Regions from separate parts of the Mus musculus genome. Here all the other regions are linked to region 3. Evidence: chromatin contacts called from public Hi-C, Micro-C and promoter capture Hi-C data. All regions are on one chromosome and are shown on one strand. The core of a region is the stretch at or near the end of the contact, and the rest is flanking DNA. Distances in the headings are between cores, read along the strand shown.

Region 1 (4,034 bases), core at 170-2,669, 2.2 Mb before region 3:
GAAAACAGCATCTACTATGTGAATTATAATTTACTTTTACTTCGAACACAGAAAAAACACTTTTTCAAAGTATATACTTTTACTTTCTTAATGTCAACCGAGAGAAAAATTTAAAAGTTCCAATGTTGTAAATCATTAGCACTCTGACTTCTGGCGGGCTAAAAGTTTTTAAGTAGAGCTAAACCCCAATATTTCAGGTACTTTGTAAAACTGAGTGTAAAAAGGAAGTGAAAGGGTTTTAAGTGTTTAAAAAAGGGGCTTTAAAAACAATAAGCAATAAGCACCTATGGAGCTTATACTGATAACAGAATAATAAAAATAGTCCTTCCGGATTTTTTTCGGTAGTATGAATTTCTTCAAGGAAGAAACTGGCAGCGATATGCACACTTTGGACAGGGTCAAGAAGAAGAAAAAAAAAGCCTTTTTTTTTTTTGCCATATGAAACCGCCAAGATTTTAAAATATTTTACATTGTGAGAAACATCTGAACGTTGACCACCACCACCCAACCCCACCCCACCCCGAGGGAAAACGAAGCACATCTTTAAGAAGATAGAAACCAGAAGTGTCCCCTCCCCCGCGTCTCCCCTCGAAGCTAAAGTGTCTTTGGCTCTGCTTCTAGGTCTTCTAGGAACGTGCAGTTACAATCGCAACGACTCGCTTGATTCTTTAGATCGTTCTCTCTGCGGGCCCCCACTGCTGATCAAGGAAAGTCCAGCGGCCGAGCCAAACTCCGCTCGGGTCCCGCGGCTTCCAGGACGCGTCCCGCACCGCCCGGTCTCCATCCGACCCGCCGTCCCTCCCGGGTCACCCGGTAGCTCGCGGCCTGGGCGCGGCCCGGCTCCAAGGGGGTGTGTCCGGCTCGCGGCCCCGCAGCCCCGCAGGCCCGGCGCTCGCCTCCGCCTCAGGCCCACCTGCCCCGCGGCCCGTCAGGGCCTGCAGGGTCCCGCCCGTCTCCCCGAGCTGGGCCGCCGGCTCGCACGGCTCGCCCTGCTCGCACAGCCCGCCACCCGCTTCCGGAGCCGCGAGGCCCTCGGCGGCGCGCGCACCGCTCGGCTCCTCTCTCTCTCCCTCCCTCCCTCCCCGTCCGAGCGTGAGGGACCCGCGTGCTCCTCCTCAGCCCGCGCCGGGACGCGTCCCCTCCGGCCACGGCGAGCCGGGAGTGGGGACGGCGGCTGGCGGAGGTGGGGCGTGGACAGAGCATCCCCGCCACCCGGCGGAGGGAGGCCTCGTCACGGCCGCCGCCTCAGATCTCGCGGTGTTTGCCGGCCGCCGCGCCGCCATATTGTGTGGCCGTATTTTGATGCGGACTGGGCTGGCGGAGCCGCGGCGCGAGCGGGCGAGCGAGCGAGAGCTGGGGGGGTGGGGGGAGGGCAGGCGAGCGGCAGGGGGGTGGGGGCGGAGGGAGGCAGGGCGGCCGTGCGAGCCGGAGCCGAGCAGCGGGCCGCGGCGACGCCGCCCCGGCCATCGCTTTGATCCGCGGCAGGCGCCGGCGGCGGGGCGCCCCAGGCCGACCCCCTCCCCTCCCCCTCAGCCGCGAGCGGCGGCGGCGGCCGGAGGGAGTTGGCGGCGGCCGGGCGGAGGGGGCCGAGCGGGGAGGGAGGGAGGGCTGAGGTGTCCCCCCTGCCGGGTGGAATCGGCGCTGGCGGCGGCCGCGGTGACGACGGGGGAGACGGCTGCCCAAGTGGGAGAGGCGGCGGCGGCGGACGAGGAGGAGGGGGAAGCCGCGGCGGCGGCGAAGGGTAAGCGGACGGCGCTGCGGGGCCTCGGCGGGATCCCTCCCCACCCCCCACCCCCCCCACCCCCAGCCCGGCTCCCCGCGCCTGCAGCGGCTCGGGGACCGGCTCTGCCTGGCGCGCGAAGCCCTAGCGGGGCGTCCGCGCCTTCCTCGCCTTCGTCCGCCGCTCCGCCCGGGTCCTGCCCGCGGTGGCGAGGCGCAGGGAGGCCCCCCAAGTCCTGCGGGGAGGGTGGGGGCGGGGAGCCTGGGGCCTGGCCTGGGCTCCGGGGCGTCGGGGGAGGGGGACCGGGCCTGCCCCGGAGCCCAGCGCCGGAGAGAGCCGGGGGTGGGGGTGCCTTGGCCCCCGGTCCGCCCCCAGGCCTGTGATCTGGAAGTGGGAGGGAGGGAACCAGACGCCTTTGGGGGAACCCAGGTCTGGATAACGATGACTTCGGGGCCCGCGAGTTAAGGGAGAGCCGGGGAAGTTAAGTGCAGGGTAAAGAGGAAGCACCTCTCTCGCTTTGCTTTCCGATTTTGCTTGTCTGCAGCCTTCTTCCAAATGGGCAGCACGCCCCGCTGTGAAGAGGTTGGGGCCCCCTTAGAGTCCACAGGACTACTCTGATTTTCTTGCCCCGAGATAGTGGTTGGAAGAGGAAGACTTAACAAGGGTCCCTGGGTGTTGCTGACAGGTGACAGGTGGATCTGTCTGTTGCTGATGCTGTAGAATCCTTGGCTCATAATTGTAGGCCGAAAGTGTCAGGGAGCGTGTGAGTTTGTATTTACGTGTTTGGCCAAGTTTCATTCCATATATAGTATATTTGAGATGCTAAGTTTCCATTCAAGTCAGCTTAATTGTTATGGAGGAATTCTTCAAATGTTTCTGATAAGAGGGGTTTTCAGGAGAGTGGTGGAGACTTGCAGCCTCCTGGAGCTTTTATTCGAGTCTCCGTGAAGTTCGGGTTCCCAAAAGCATTGCAGGCTGTTGGTAAATGGGCTTCTAGTCATTGGAAAGTTCTTGGACACAAATGCAGTATTCGAGGCAGCAGCCAGACACTCTAGCTTTGCATCCATTTTGTCAGTGCTGGGTAAGTTAGTAAAGTGCCAAATCGTAGGGTTAGGTTGATTGCCATTTTATAAAAGGAATGGCTTTGTGTCCTAGCTTACTCAAAGGAGATGTTGCTCATGAAGCAGCTTCAAATTTTGCTAGGAATTTCACTGGGTACAAAAGAGGGTTGTTTGTTTTTTGTTTTGGTTTTTTTTTTTTTTTTTTGGTTTTTTTGTTTGTTTTGGTTTTGGTTTTGGTTTTGGCTTTTAGTTATCACTGTTTACCACACTTGGTACAGCAAGAGTTTTGATGCCTTTTCAGAAGCATCCTTAATGTCTTAGTAAAGGTGAATCCATGATTACTTTTAAAACTGTACAACTTGAAACCTTTTTGAAACCATACATATTTCTAATAAATGAACAGTTGCCTTTTCTTTTACTATATGCTTTAGCTAGCTACTTTAATTCCAATCCTTAGGAAAAAATGTCAGATTCATGAGTTGGGTTAGTATCCAGATAGTCCACGAAGGCTTCTGCAGCTTTTAACACGTGTGTGGAATGAATATGTTGAATGGTGGTACTATCTGTGTATTAGCAGGAAATAGAACAAAAATTCCAGTGATTCAGAACCTCTGCTTGCCCCTACACCAGTGTGTAATAGAGAGTGCTTTATGTTTTCAGGCTTAAAGAATCAAACTGAAAGTTGAATATGGCAATTATTATGTTAGCCACTGAATATATGCCATTGCTTCAACTTTCTTTTTGTTTCATCAGATAGCTTTTTCTGAGTTAGAATGGTTTCCAAAGGACACTGGGAAATACCACTATTCAAAATGTTCTCTGTGACCTCTCATAATAGAACCTGTGTTTGTATAATTCATAAGTAGATGAAATGATCAACGGTGCAAATGACAATGCTTCTCAGGGAGCAGACTTTAAGTCAGCTGTGGAAAGAGGTGCTTACCTTTAGCCAAGGCTGTGGTAAGATGTGTAGTTACCACACCTATTTAAGTGAGGCAAATTCTGCATAGTTAGGTGCGCACTGCCCAGACTCCCAATTATGTCCCTACTGAGTGTTTTATGCTCTGGCAAAGGTCTTAACATGATTGGCTTTGTGCCTTGACAGAAATAAAAGTTTTATTCCTCTTTTATGTAAGGAAAATTCCCAAAGAACTGGTTCAGTGAGCCACCTTCATTTTGAGAACTAAGCATAAAGTATAGCAGAGATTGCTTGTTTATGAGGCATGCGGTAGTAAAGCTCCAGTAGGATGGGT
Region 2 (3,896 bases), core at 885-3,384, 2.1 Mb after region 3:
ATTTGAATGATAGCTGTAATCTCCCATGGAAAGTTTAAAAGGTATATATGTATAAATGAATATATGTATATATTATATAATATATTACACATATTTTGTTATTATATATTATAACATATTTTTGTATTTAATATATTTATACAATATACCAATATATTTACATGTATTTTATATTATATTTACATTATAGTATAGATTTATATTTTATATACTATAGTATTTATGTTATATAGAATATATTAATATATATTAACAATCATCTATACTAAAGGCATTGAGGAAAGTGGAATCACAGGGGAAGGACAGGCGCAGACAAATTTTATCAAAGAAAGGCAGATTTGGGCACCAGTTTGACTACCAAACAGCTGTTCCCGTTCTCTCTCTGTTTTATCCCTTTGCAAAAGGCTTTGGGGGGAATCTGTCATGCAAGGGAAATGGAAGGAAGGTCACACAAGGATTACTGGTGGGGTCCCACTTGCGGAGGAAGCCAGGGAGGTCAGTGAACTCTGGAAAAGAAAGTTTCTTCCTGGTCGGTTTTAACGGCTTAGACGGGGTGCAATTCCAAGAGACAAAAAGCTAAGTCAGGAATCAGGAAGCCAGACTCAAAGATGTTAAAGGGTCAAACACTAGCCCATCACTTTTGTATAGAAGTGTTAACTACTGTAGAATAAATAAATACCCTGGACTGAAAGGGGTAAAACCAATTAAAACTATGTGGTTCATATACACTGCTTTAACAGTGAGGAAGTACAAGCTACCAGGATTGCTTTTCCTCACGTCCCACACAGTGTAAGGCTAAAGTTGAGAGGTTTTAGATCTCTGACACGATAGACTTGGATACACTTTAAAAACAAAACAAAACAAAAAAAAAAAACAAAAAAAACATCAGTTTAACAACAACAACAAAAACCAAAACTCATCTATTCTTTGAAAGTATGCGAACTCCAGAAACTGAGAATTCAAACAGGCTGACCACAGGTTTTAACGCAATCTAAGCCTGGAATTCAATTAAACGTTAAATCTGACCCAGACTTAAGGCATCCTACTGGTTTTGTATCCAATGTGTATTCAGTTTGTATCCAGAGTGCCCCTAATCCCCAAAACAACCCTCCCGAGGTGACTGGGTTTCCTGAGAAGATAAAATCGCTGTCAAAATAGGTGCAGTAAGCTCTGGCCACCTGAAGGTGGTACAAAGAGAGCGCCAAGAGCCGCCAGAGCTTAATGAAATTCCAGGGTTGCACACACAGTCAGCTTTACACATACCAACTTCATACAACACATCCAAGCAATCAGCTACATCATTGTTTCTCAGGAACATTGTGAAACTGAGGAAGCCAACCACCCTCTCCTCACTGGGCGTCCTGGACTGTAGAGCTCTGAGACTCCATGGGGGACACAAAGAGGGGGTCTGCTCTAGCAGTCACCCCGGGGCCTGCTGCCCGCCCCCCAACAACCTTTTCCTCTGGCCAACAGTCCACACAGTCGTAGCCAGCTAGGTATTACCGTGTGTCCGGGTGACGGATGGGGCACAGCTTCTAGACTCCCGGGTCACTCCTATAAAGCGCTGACTTGCTGATTTGGGGGCGCCCACGCGAGTTTCTGCCCCACGCAGGACTGCTCCTAGCTGGAGCACACAGCACTCCCCGCCATCGCGCCCGCACCGCTGTTGGGGTGTTGTCCAGACTGTCCTATTTGGGGATAGTTCCGCTTGACTTGGGGGCGCGGGTGGCACACGGCGCGCTTGAGCAAACTTCGCGGAGCTGCAAACTGCAACCCGGGTGGCTGCAGCAAGGGGCGGGAGCGCCGGGCTAGCAGGTCCTGCCTGAGTCGACCCCATCAGTCGACTGCCAACGACCCCATCAGTCCCCTCCCAGGAGCAGCGCTCAGAGACACCCCCCGCCCCGCCCCCCCCCCCCCCCCCCCCCCCCCCCCCCGCCCAGGGCCAGGCACTGCGATCCCGCTCTTCCCACCTGCAGATTCGGGGCGCGTGGCCGAGGTCCCCGGCTTCCCTTGTCTGGTCCCTGGAATAGTCTCGGCGGAGCTTACGGGAGAGGGGCGGCTCCCGAGCGCTGGCTCCGCGGTGCGCTGCGCTCCAGCGCCGGCTCCGGCGGCCCCGAGCCCTGCAGCTCGCCTGGCTCCACTTCCTCTTTCCCACTCTGCTCCCGGCGTGTCCCGCCCCGCCCCGCTCCTCGGTCCGCTGCAGCGGGTTGCGGTCCCCGCCCGCCTCCACGGGGCCCTGCGGGAGGAAAGAGGCAGAGAGGAGGAGGCAGCTCAGAAAGAGATTAAGCTTGCTCTCTGGAGCTTTGCCAAAGACAGCAGTCAAATTACAGCCTCTGGGGGGAAAGTTTTTGTCTCTTTTCTTTTTTCTTTTCTTTTCTTTTCTTTTCTTTTCTTTTCTTTTCTTTTCTTTTCTCTTCTCTTCTCTTCTCTTCTCTTCTCTTCTCTTCTCTTCTTTTTTCTCTTCTCTTCTCTTCTCTTCTCTTCTCTTCTCTTCTCTTTCCTTTTCTTCTCTTTTCTCCTTTTCTTCTCTTTCCGTTTTCCTTTCCCTCTTTTTCTTTTTGTTTTTCTTTTCTCTCTTCTCTCTTCTTTAAAAAAAAAAAAAAACTCCCTGCTACTGTGTTAACAGCCACATCGCTTTCTTTTTTCTTCTCTTCTCTGGGCTGTTGGGGTACAGCTAAGCCTTGGACATGGCCACTTCCCAGAGTGTTCTGAAATCGGATCCAACACCGTTTCTTTGCATCCAAACTCGAATTTCACACTGTAGCTTATGATGTCACAACACTAGGAAATGGGAGAAGGGTGCTTACTGGGTTCAGGCATCAGCACCCCCACCACCCCAGTGAACATACTGGATGACCTTTGATTAGAGAAAGCAAAAGTGGAAAAGGAGGCAGAGACCTTTGCGACAGCCAGATGTTTAAAGGCACCCATAAGGTAGGACAATAAAAAATAGGACCTCTATCACAGGTGCCTTTTTGGTGACATTCTTGGTAGCACTTGGCACCTTTCAAACAGGTGTGTCAGATATGCCTGTGTTTCACCAGGCGTAGTAAGACACAGCCACGCACTCTGCTTGATTCTAAGAACTTCATCTCCCTGTAGTACACCACATATTATAAAGTTTTATGGTACTGGGTGAGAGGGTTTTTTGTTTTTTGCTTGTTTTGCTTTTTTAATAAACAAACAATTCACCTTTCAATGTGTCCACATTCTGAGTAGCATAATGAACTCTGGCCGTCCTGCCTGCTTCCCCCTGGTATGCAAGTCATTCTTTTGTCCAACATATAGTTACTACTGCTGTGATGAAACACCATAACTAAAAGCCAAGAGGGCAGGGAAACCCTTGGCTTTCACGTCCACATCACTATTCAACATTGGAGGAAGTCAAGGCAGGAACTCAAGCGGGGCAGAAACCTGGAGTCACCTGCTAATGCAGAGGCCATGGAGGACTGCTTACTAGCTTGCTCAATCTGCTTTCTTACAGCACCCAGGACCACCAGGCCAGGAGTGACCCTCCCATGATGGGCTAGGCCCTCCTGCATGGATCACTAATGAAGAAAATGCCCTACAGGCTTGCCTAAAGCTGTATCCTGTGGAGGCATTTTCTCAGTTGAGACTCCCTCCTCTCCTATGACTCTAGCTTATGTTAAATTGATATAAAACAAGCCAGCACAAATATACTGTATACACTACAACTCACTAGTAGCTGTCTCACTCTTCAGATCAATTGCCGTGGTATCACAGTGCTTGTGTTTCAGTGATCCCTACTTTACTTATTGATGGTCCTGATGTCCAAGTGTCCAAGAGTAAGGATACATAGGCCTTTTATTTCACTGTATTGTTAGAACAGTTAATTGAATATATATATATATATATATATATTGTTTTTCGAAACA
Region 3 (4,291 bases), core at 1,211-3,710:
GTTTGCTAAACTTGCCTTCCCACCTGAAATTTCCATCTCTCTGTATATGCAAATAAAAGATAAGGAGTTTCCAAGGTTAAGCAGAGTAGAAACAGGAATGTGTACTATCAAGTTCCAGCAAAGAATATTACTTCCTGGAATAACAGAAGGAACTACTGGACTCTTGCTGAAAGGAACTTGGTTCATTTTGCCCTCAAGAATACTTCCCGATCTCACGAGGATTCAAAAGTTTGTACACTCCTTGACTAGCTCTGAAACCACAGTAAGATCTTAGACTTCTAAGCACAATCGTATAAAGTGAAAATATTGCTAAGATATTTAAGAATGGCAAGCTAATAGTAAGCTTTTTCTTGTCATTCCTCAGCACTGTGACAGGTTCCCACTGCCTCTAAAAGCCAAATCCATTATTGTACACACCAATGGTCTGCATCTAGTGTTATTTCACATTAGGAAGTATATTTCGCATGCACAAAGATCTCCCTGGTACAGCATTTAAAATTATTTGAGACAATTTTTTTTGTTTTGTTTTGTTTTGTTTTTTGAGACAGGGTTTCTCTGTGTAACTCTCTCTGCTGGGGAACTAGGTTTTCTGGCTCCTGTGTGTGTGTGTGTGTGTGTGTGTGTGTGTGCCACCATGCCCGACCACGTAGCATTTTAATATCCATTCAGCAAGACTCCAACTAAAGTTCTTACAATCTACAAATACCACATGATCTAGCTTCTGACTTTTCCGGATGCAAACACACACACACACACACACACACACACACACACACACACACACACACCCCTGTCCCCCTTGCTTGAGCTCTAGGCACTTTTTTTAATGTAGTTCTTTGTGAGGTCAATACAGTTCAAAGTGTCAAACTTAACTGACCATTCAAGATTCTCAACCTATGTCTCTATTAACAGTTCTTTTAACACGTAGTTTAGTATCTTTCATTTACTGAAAATTTTGATTGCCAAATTCCTTCTCATTAGGATATAAACTTCCTTAAAGACAGGGCTCGTGTCTTTTCAGCCTTTTTACTTAGAGGCAAAGTTCTCAGGTACAAAACAGAAATAGCGGTCAAGATTTTGGTAAGCAACACCACCTACATCACTATTTTTTTTGCAACACTCCAAACGTGAAAATGCCAGAAAACTAGGGATAAACAAAAAGAATTTGATAAAAACTGGATCCACCCAACGTTTGTATGACTCAGTCCAATCTTGGTCCCGCTTTACACAGGAGCTGCATGGAACACTAACAGAAAGTCATATGCTCTTGCAGAAAAGCAAGAGGGAAATGGCATATCCTGTAGCTTTACTGCTCTGTAGTCTGAAAAGAAGTTAAGTGTATTGTCACCACTTAGAAATAAATTCAAGACGTGCATGCCCAGCATCATTAGTGGTGCACTATAGCTCACCATCAGACTTAATAATACTTTCACTCTCGCCTTTGATATAAAAATATCCACGCAGCCAGGGCGCTCCACCCCAAAGAGACGGGAGTCTGACTTATTTAGGGGAACAGGTCGGCTGTCGAGCCTAGCCAACGAAGGTTAAGAACACATAAAATAAAATACAAATTAACACTTTTAAGAATTCGTGGTGGTTGAAAACCCAAAAGAATGCAATGGCCAAAGCAGGGCTATACAGAGAAACCCTGTCTCGAACCGGCCCCCCCGCCCCCAACCCAAAAAAAAGAAAAAAAGAATGCAATGGCCAGATCTAAGTTAGGCCGCGCCCTCAGCCTTCGGAAGGCGCCAAGCAAAGGGACGCCGGGGTCCTGCTGCGCGCCATCCCCAGGGCAAGGGCGGTTCTCCGGTCACATGTCCCCCCCAGCTAGTCCGCCCCGCCCGGAGGGAACCGCCAGGCTCCTCGCGCGCAAGCGCCAACCCGCCAACTCCGTAGTGGCGGCCGCGCAATACGCAAGCGCAGGAGCTCCAGGCAGGGGGTGGAGCCAATTTAGGAGGGAGAGTAGAGCGCGCCTAAATCCTAGAGAGGCGGGTCCGGAGCCAGGGGAAGGGCTTGTTTTCCGGAAGGTGTGCACTCAGAGTGGCGGGTTTGCAGCTCTGCAAACTCGCTCGTAACAGACGATGGAGGAAGACTGGGGGCCCGCCTGTGTCCATCACAGACTTTCAGGCAGAAGTCGGAGCTGTCCCCAGGACATGAGGACTCTGGAGAAGCCGGTTCGCGGGATAACGGAGGGGGGGTGCGGGGAGAGGGCAGCATGGCGGGTTTGCGCAGAGGACCAGCCGCCTTCACAGGCCACGCCTACATGGGCGTGCTTGCCAGCTCCATCAGCAACTTTGGGGAGGCGAGGATCTGGGCGTGTGGGAGGAGCCCAGGCTCCAGGGCTGGCTCCGCCCCCGCGCCCTCCTATTGGGCGAGCGAGGGCGTCCTCTCATGCCGCCTGCCTATTGGCACGCTTGTGCAAACGCCGCGCCCCATTGGTCTGTTCTGATTTGGGCACCAAATTCAAAGATTTTAAAAGTACCAGCTGGCGCCTTTTAAGAGCTGCGGCTCGGCGCCTCGTCTGGCCGGCCACCTTTTTCCTGTCGTCGCCGCCACCTCCCCAGCATTGGAGCCCGAGTTTTGCGGCATGAGCCGGCGCACCTGCAGTGACCTGCGCCGGCCGTCCTCCTGTCCCTGCCGTCTTGGCGCGCGGACTACCGTGGACGGTGAGTGTGAGGCGGGCATCGTGGGAATCCTTTCTCTGTGGCGGCAGCCTCAGAAACTGGGTGCTTGCAGATCACGGTGTTCCGGGCCTCAGGCGACCTATTTGGGCCCGGGACTGGGAGGAAGGCGCGGAGCAAGGGTGGCTGGTGCAGAGTGGGACAGATGTGGTCGGCCTTGTACGGGGTCCTACTATTCCATCCCACCCCGAGACCCTGCACTGGGGACGTGCAAGGTAGTGGCTTCTGCGCGCCGCATTCCACCCCACCCCCTGCCTGGGCGCCAAATGCCCCCTCCTCTCCCCTCCTCAACTCATGCTCGAGCTGTGACAGGACTGTGGGACTCCAAGCTGGCCAGATGGCCCCATCTCTAGCCTCTACGCCCCCCATTTCACAACTCATCTATCTCACATCCATACTCAGTCTCCGTAACTTTTTGCCCTCAGAGCCCTGGCTGGAGAGCGCGGGAGATTGAGCTCCGCGCTTATCTCCCGCCTTCCCTCGTGCACCGCGCCCTCGGGGCACCTCCCACCACCGACCCCCTCAGCATTTCTAGGGGCTCCTTCTCAGCTCCCGCCAAATGTAAAGGACCCCCCAGCCCCCGCCTGCCCACTGTACCAAATGGAAAAAGTTTTTTTTTTCCTCCCCTGTTTTGCTGCTTCTCAGTAAGTCTCAAGGCCTGGAGTCAGCAGGGCCTTTTAAAAAGCGCCCTTTTTCCTCCAAAACGGTGAGTTTGCCTGTAGTGTTTAGCTGATGAAAGAATCGAGGAGGGATTGTTTAATTTTCGGGTGTTTTGAAGAATTAATGGTCACTTTTTCCAACGTTTAGGTGAGCAGAGAGAATCAATTGTTTATTTTCTTATTAATTTTTTATCTTTCTTGGCATCTCAATGAAAGATGCATCGGTTCTATCGTAGAAAATTTCCAACTGAAGGAAGAGGTAATTCATTCTCTCTCTCTCTCTCTCTATATATATATATATATCCTCAATAATCTTTCTTCATCAGAAAAGGAATTAAGTCTTGAAGAGAAGAAAGTACTAGCTTAGCAGAATGTGTCTGTAAAAGAGTACCCGAGTCTCCGTTAGAAAATAAGAAATTTAATGGTTTACGAAGGGATTCTTTTGCTCAGCTTTCCTCCTCAGGAAATGCTTGCTGCCCCCAACTCCCCTCCCCCACTGGGTTTACAGCCTTGAAGAAACCTTAAAAAATAATTAGAACATTTAAATATTTTTCAAAGTAGACTTAAAGGTTTTCTCTTGGCTTATACTTTCAATCACCTTTCCTCACCCTTGCACAAAGAAGGGATGGTGTTTGACCTTGGCCACATGGCTGGGGACTGAGACTGAAACCTAGTTAACATATGGAAGAGCTAAGACTTTAAGGCCAGCTTTCATTACAGTCTTTAATCTGGAGTGTAAAGCCTGTGTTTATAAGTTAAATGAAAGGCCAGACTTGGTGCACTTTAGCTCTCCACCTTTCCCCCATCCCGTGATTGGCTGAGGGGTGCTAATGTGAGTTCTAAAACATTGAAATATTTTTCGTTTTATCTGTAAGTTCATTTAAGGACAGCCCCCTCCCCAAAACCTAATAGAATAAGCTGGTCAGAAAGCTCCGCAGAGATTCTTTCATT
Region 4 (4,422 bases), core at 1,411-3,910, 2.3 Mb after region 3:
AAGGAATCTGAGCTGTCAGCATCTGAGGCAGATAAACAGCAAGATGGCTCAGTTGGTAAAGGTGACTGCCACCAAGCCTGACAGGCTGAGCTTAATCCCAAGGACTCTCATGGTGAGAGGAGAGTGCCGACTCCTCAATTTGTCTTCTGACTTACATACATGCATGACATGGCATATACATGCCTGCATACACAAACACACCAAAAATATCACAGAACAAGTAAAAAGAAATGAAGGTTGTTCGGTGTCTAATGATGTTTTCAGTGAATAAAAACATTGAATTTTATAATACATGTTTTTAATAGTCTGTTGGGAAGAGTGACAGTGGAAAGGATGTGTTTCAGGCCAGTGTGAGCAGCTGAAAGGTATCATGGCTGAGTCTCACTGGACAAGGGAAGGGAGGCCTTTCACAGAACGTGGAGTAGCCCAAAAGGCAGGGTGTGTGGGCCCATGGAATGTGCTTCTTGTGCACATGTGGACTAAGGTTTGGTGTCACAGAAGGCCACCCACGGGAAGTAAGCAGAGGACTCTAACATGCTTATGGAGAGGCATCTTAGACAGAGACAAGAACCAAGAACGCTCAAGAAAAGCCACACAGAAGCTGTGCCCATATCTTACACAGGGAGGATGCTAACTTGGCCCATCAGGGAAGCCGAAGGAACAACAGATTCCCAACCCATCATGGTGACAAAACTCAGGGGACTTGCTTCCTGGCAGAGAAGGAAAAGGGTCCTCTCTGTTTCTGGTTTCAGGAGCTGGGTAGTGGGTAGACCATTTCCTGAGAAAAGGCAGACAGCAGAGACAGCAGTGGAGAGCTAGCAGGAACCTCCTAAAAACAAGCAGGGCCACTTCTCACTGCTCTTGAACTCCTGACTGCTCCCAGGAATGTGGCCTTGAGAGGGAAGAAATCTACCTCTGAATTTCTCTTTTTAAGCCTCCTCTGTTCTAGGCTTTTCTGTGAGAAAGGCTACCCAGCCAAAAGCTCTATGCTTGGACCCTGGAAATAGACTGCCAGAGTCCTACCTGCCTGGGTAGGCAGTACCCTACTACAGCCTCAGTCTCCTGCAATAGTGATAGTAGTGATAGTAGTGATAATGCCTACCTCATTGTATTACCATGAAGACGAAGGGCTTACTCTATATGATGTGTCACCAGCTGGGTCCACTGCATGCTATGTGAGTGTGTTGTGGTCCTCAAGACTCTTCAACCATGTCATCTTCTTTCTGTAGCATATCTCTCTACCATGTCCCTCTTCTCTTCAGGTGTCTCCCAAGTTCTGTCCTCAGTCTTCTCTCTCACAGTACCCACTTGGTGATTATTTCTCTAATCTCTGAGTACCTCCTCAAGTTGATGTGTTCTGACCATTGTTTTATTTAACATCATGAATATGATAAATGCAGCACACCCTTACAGTGTCCCCTAAATTGGATCTTTCTGCCCTTGTCCATGGATGACAGTGACTCAGCCACTCCCTCCATCTTCCCCAATATCTAAAATCTGATGCTCTTCACTGTGACTTGGGCATCCACTACCCTCCCACCAAAGCATTGCTCATCAAACCTTAGAACAGATGTCGGGGTTAAGGACAGTGCTTCTCTGTGGTAAGGGAAGTACTTCCCAAGTGGGACCAGATACCCTGCATATCAGATATTTACATTACAATTCATAACGCTAACAAGATTACACTTATAAACATATCAGCGAAAGTAATTTTACAGTCGCAAATCACTCTAATGTGAGGAACCGTATTAAAGAGTTGCAGCATTGGGAAGGCTGACAAGCACTGGTCTCATGCCAGCCACAGCCAGCCCTCTCTGCCTCACTTCTCCGTCTGCACATCTTTCACCTTCCAGGAATCGCTCCTAGGCATTAGAACATGGGTGCTGGCTTTGTGCGCCTCCTGACACAGCTTGCCCCTGCTGCTCACACCTCTACCCTCGGGTCAGCTTTGCTCTTTCCCAATGCCCCAGCAGACCCCCAAGCCTTTCCTAAACACCTTATACTAGTTCCACAGGGCTTGTCCGTTTCCTTATTTTACCTCATTCCCTAAACCGGACCCTTTTCTTGCTGGGCATGGGCCACTCCTGTCTCTAAGGCACAGGGCCTGGCATAAGAGAAAGTACCCAATCCCTAGACGGGTCACGTTCTCAGTTTCAGCATTCCTAATCAAAACCTGGCCATGCTCGCTGTCACTCTGTACAGAGACTCTGCCTCCACCCCCACCCCTGAGACAGAAGGTGTTGACCTGCAGAGGATCTGGGCTGGGAGAGATCTTAGCTTCCATGACTTCGGACTGGGTAGAGGCTGGTACCGGCAAGTGCCCTGAGATGACCATCCTTGCTATACACTGTTCTGTTTTCACAACAGAAGCGAAGGTTTGCCAGCATGGCTTGCTCTCTGAATCCTGGGCATCAGTTCGCACCATCGCAAACACATGCAGGGCAAAGCCCTGGGCACCGCAGGGGTTGTTACCTTCTTCCACTTGAAGGTCTTCTGTGCTGTCTTTCAAGTCTTCATCCACCCAGGGCTGAACTTGAGCCTCCTCCTTCTTTTTCTCTAGGTTCCTGTCGGCATTTTTAAAGACCCATACAACCAAGATACAGACAACTGCTACCAAGACTGGGGTGAGGAGAAACATGGTCTGAAGTCCGACCTGGAATGTGTGCGCTTTCCCACACTGGCATTTATACAAACAGATGGAAGCAGGGAATGCTGGGAGTAGATGTAGAAACGGGGAGGAGTGCCAGGGAGGGAGCAAAGTACAAACTCAGACTCCGTGAGGACTTTGCAAAGGAGCAAAGCTCACAGTTGGGTGCGTGTGGGATTGGTCCTGCTCTGACGCATGCAATTTTAAAACTGTGCACTTGATCAGTATATTTTCAGACATCAATGACCATGGGGTGCATTAAGCACTGTAATGTGCTACATTGCTGGTGGTGGTTTTAAAGAAAAAAAGCATTTGACCTTTCTCCTATTTAACTATTCTCTCAAAGCATCTTCAACTGCCTGAAGCTAGGAATTGCCCAGAGAGCTAATTTTTTAAAAGGGCAGATTTATAAATGTAGGTTCTGATATCCTGAAAGATAATTTCCAGAAAGAGGCTGTCAACGTGCATTTTTAACAACATATGTAAGAGGCACTGCCCTGAGGCTGTAAAAAAAAAAATTAACAGCCATGCCAACATATGCAACAGAGAAGAAAGGCTATGTTTTACATTAAAGAAAGATTTTAATCTGGAAAAAGTGATGCAAACAGTTTGAAATGACTATATCTAAGCTTGAGGCTTTTTGTTTTTTGTCTTAGTTTTTATCTTTGCCTATGCCTCTGTTGTTCAGGCTGTCAGAACACAAATGTCATTGGTTGAGTGACATAAATAACAGAAACACGTGTCTCACAGTTCCAGAGGTTGAGATGTCCAAGCCCCGGGGACCAGCAGGTTTTGTTCCTCCTCGCTTGTATTGTTCTCACAGCTGGGGATGAGGGAGGAAGGAAGGATGGGAGAGAGAACCATTACTCACAGAAAGCTTCCCTTGTGGCTCCTCCATATTCCACGTACTAAATCACAGGTGCTCCCCAAAACCTCATGTCATAGATCCCGCTACTGCTCCCATTTTCACTCATATGAATGAGGCATGAATAGGTCAAATGACATGCCAAAGCCATTAGAAGATAAATGGGACATAAGCAGCCTGAGTCCATGCTGGGTACGTCTGCAGTGTGGACTAGAATTCTTAGCTAAGATCCTGCGGTGTTGAGCCTGCCTGGGTAACAGGGGAAAGCTGGGACAAGGATTTTATGTGCTAGTACAAGAGACATTGCTGCCTGGCTGCCAAGGTTCACACTCAGCTCTGGGAGCTCACCGAAAAGAGATTTTTAAAAAAGCACAGTGCAGGGGCAAGAAGTCTGGCAGCTGTAACAGCAGCAGGATGGGCAGAGCAGTGTGGAGATCAGACAAGGCTTCCAGAGGGAAGAAACTTTGACTCTAGAATTTGAAACCCACCCAAGTTCCCGACCTGGTGCATCTGCAGGTCTCAGAGTACAGGGGAGGGGGAGGGTGGGCCCTGTGAATTCCGCCAATTTTCACCTGCGCTGGACCCAGTGAGCTTCCTCTAACCCTAACACCTCCTCAGTGACCAGGCCTCCAGCTTCTGATAGTGTCGGTACAGAACAATGCTTCAGCTGCCAATGTAATGTACACTTGTACAGGAACAATGTGGCTTCCCTTGAGGAACAGGATCTGTGCCATAGGGTCACAGAACACCGTGTAGCTGATCTGAGGATGGGCCCTCTCTTCTCTTAGTACCTCTACAGCAGAGCTTCTTCACCTTCCTAATGCAGTGACCTTTTAATACACTTCCTCGATCCCCCCAACCATACAGTTATTTTCTTTGCTACTTCATAGCTGTATTTTGGTTACTGTTA

The links. Promoter capture Hi-C pulls out the DNA fragments that hold promoters and counts their contacts. Hi-C and Micro-C count contacts between places; a contact is called where the count stands out from the background.
Region 1: a contact with region 3 is called in a Micro-C map of embryonic stem cells, with 9 times the contacts expected there. The contact joins the promoter of Tab2 here to the promoter of Fbxo5 in region 3. A contact is called at or near these places in 1 of 39 promoter capture datasets (liver), 3 of 484 Hi-C or Micro-C datasets (CD4 T cells, cardiomyocytes and embryonic stem cells), 2 of 115 datasets of contacts at active chromatin or transcription factors (cardiomyocytes and large pre-B cells) and 1 of 9 other capture datasets (adipose tissue).
Region 2: a Hi-C map of muscle stem cells shows a contact between it and region 3, with 10 times the contacts expected there. The contact joins the promoter of Plekhg1 here to the promoter of Fbxo5 in region 3. A contact is called at or near these places in 2 of 39 promoter capture datasets (liver and pre-B cells) and 1 of 484 Hi-C or Micro-C datasets (muscle stem cells).
Region 4: a promoter capture Hi-C map of liver shows a contact between it and region 3, with 10 times the contacts expected there. The contact joins the promoter of Iyd here to the promoter of Fbxo5 in region 3. A contact is called at or near these places in 2 of 39 promoter capture datasets (both in liver).

The regions. Positions count from the first base shown.
Region 1 is chr10:7,953,508-7,957,541 of GRCm38.p6, reverse strand. Tab2 (TGF-beta activated kinase 1/MAP3K7 binding protein 2) reads left to right here and starts at 1,419. Exons shown (of 7, transcript NM_138667.3): 1 at 1,419-1,741.
Region 2 is chr10:3,738,615-3,742,510 of GRCm38.p6, reverse strand. It overlaps Plekhg1 (pleckstrin homology domain containing, family G (with RhoGef domain) member 1), which reads right to left and starts at 2,134. Exons shown (of 17, transcript NM_001159942.1): 1 at 1,971-2,134. All of the region lies in intron 1 of Gm30164 (a long non-coding RNA gene), which reads left to right.
Region 3 is chr10:5,803,634-5,807,924 of GRCm38.p6, reverse strand. It overlaps Fbxo5 (F-box protein 5), which reads left to right and starts at 2,460. Exons shown (of 5, transcript NM_025995.2): 1 at 2,460-2,666. The coding sequence starts at 2,588.
Region 4 is chr10:3,538,512-3,542,933 of GRCm38.p6, reverse strand. It overlaps Iyd (iodotyrosine deiodinase), which reads right to left and starts at 2,660. Exons shown (of 5, transcript NM_027391.4): 1 at 2,473-2,660. The coding sequence starts at 2,638. It overlaps Gm30033 (a long non-coding RNA gene), which reads right to left. Exons shown (of 3, transcript XR_380041.2): 3 at 3,307-3,470.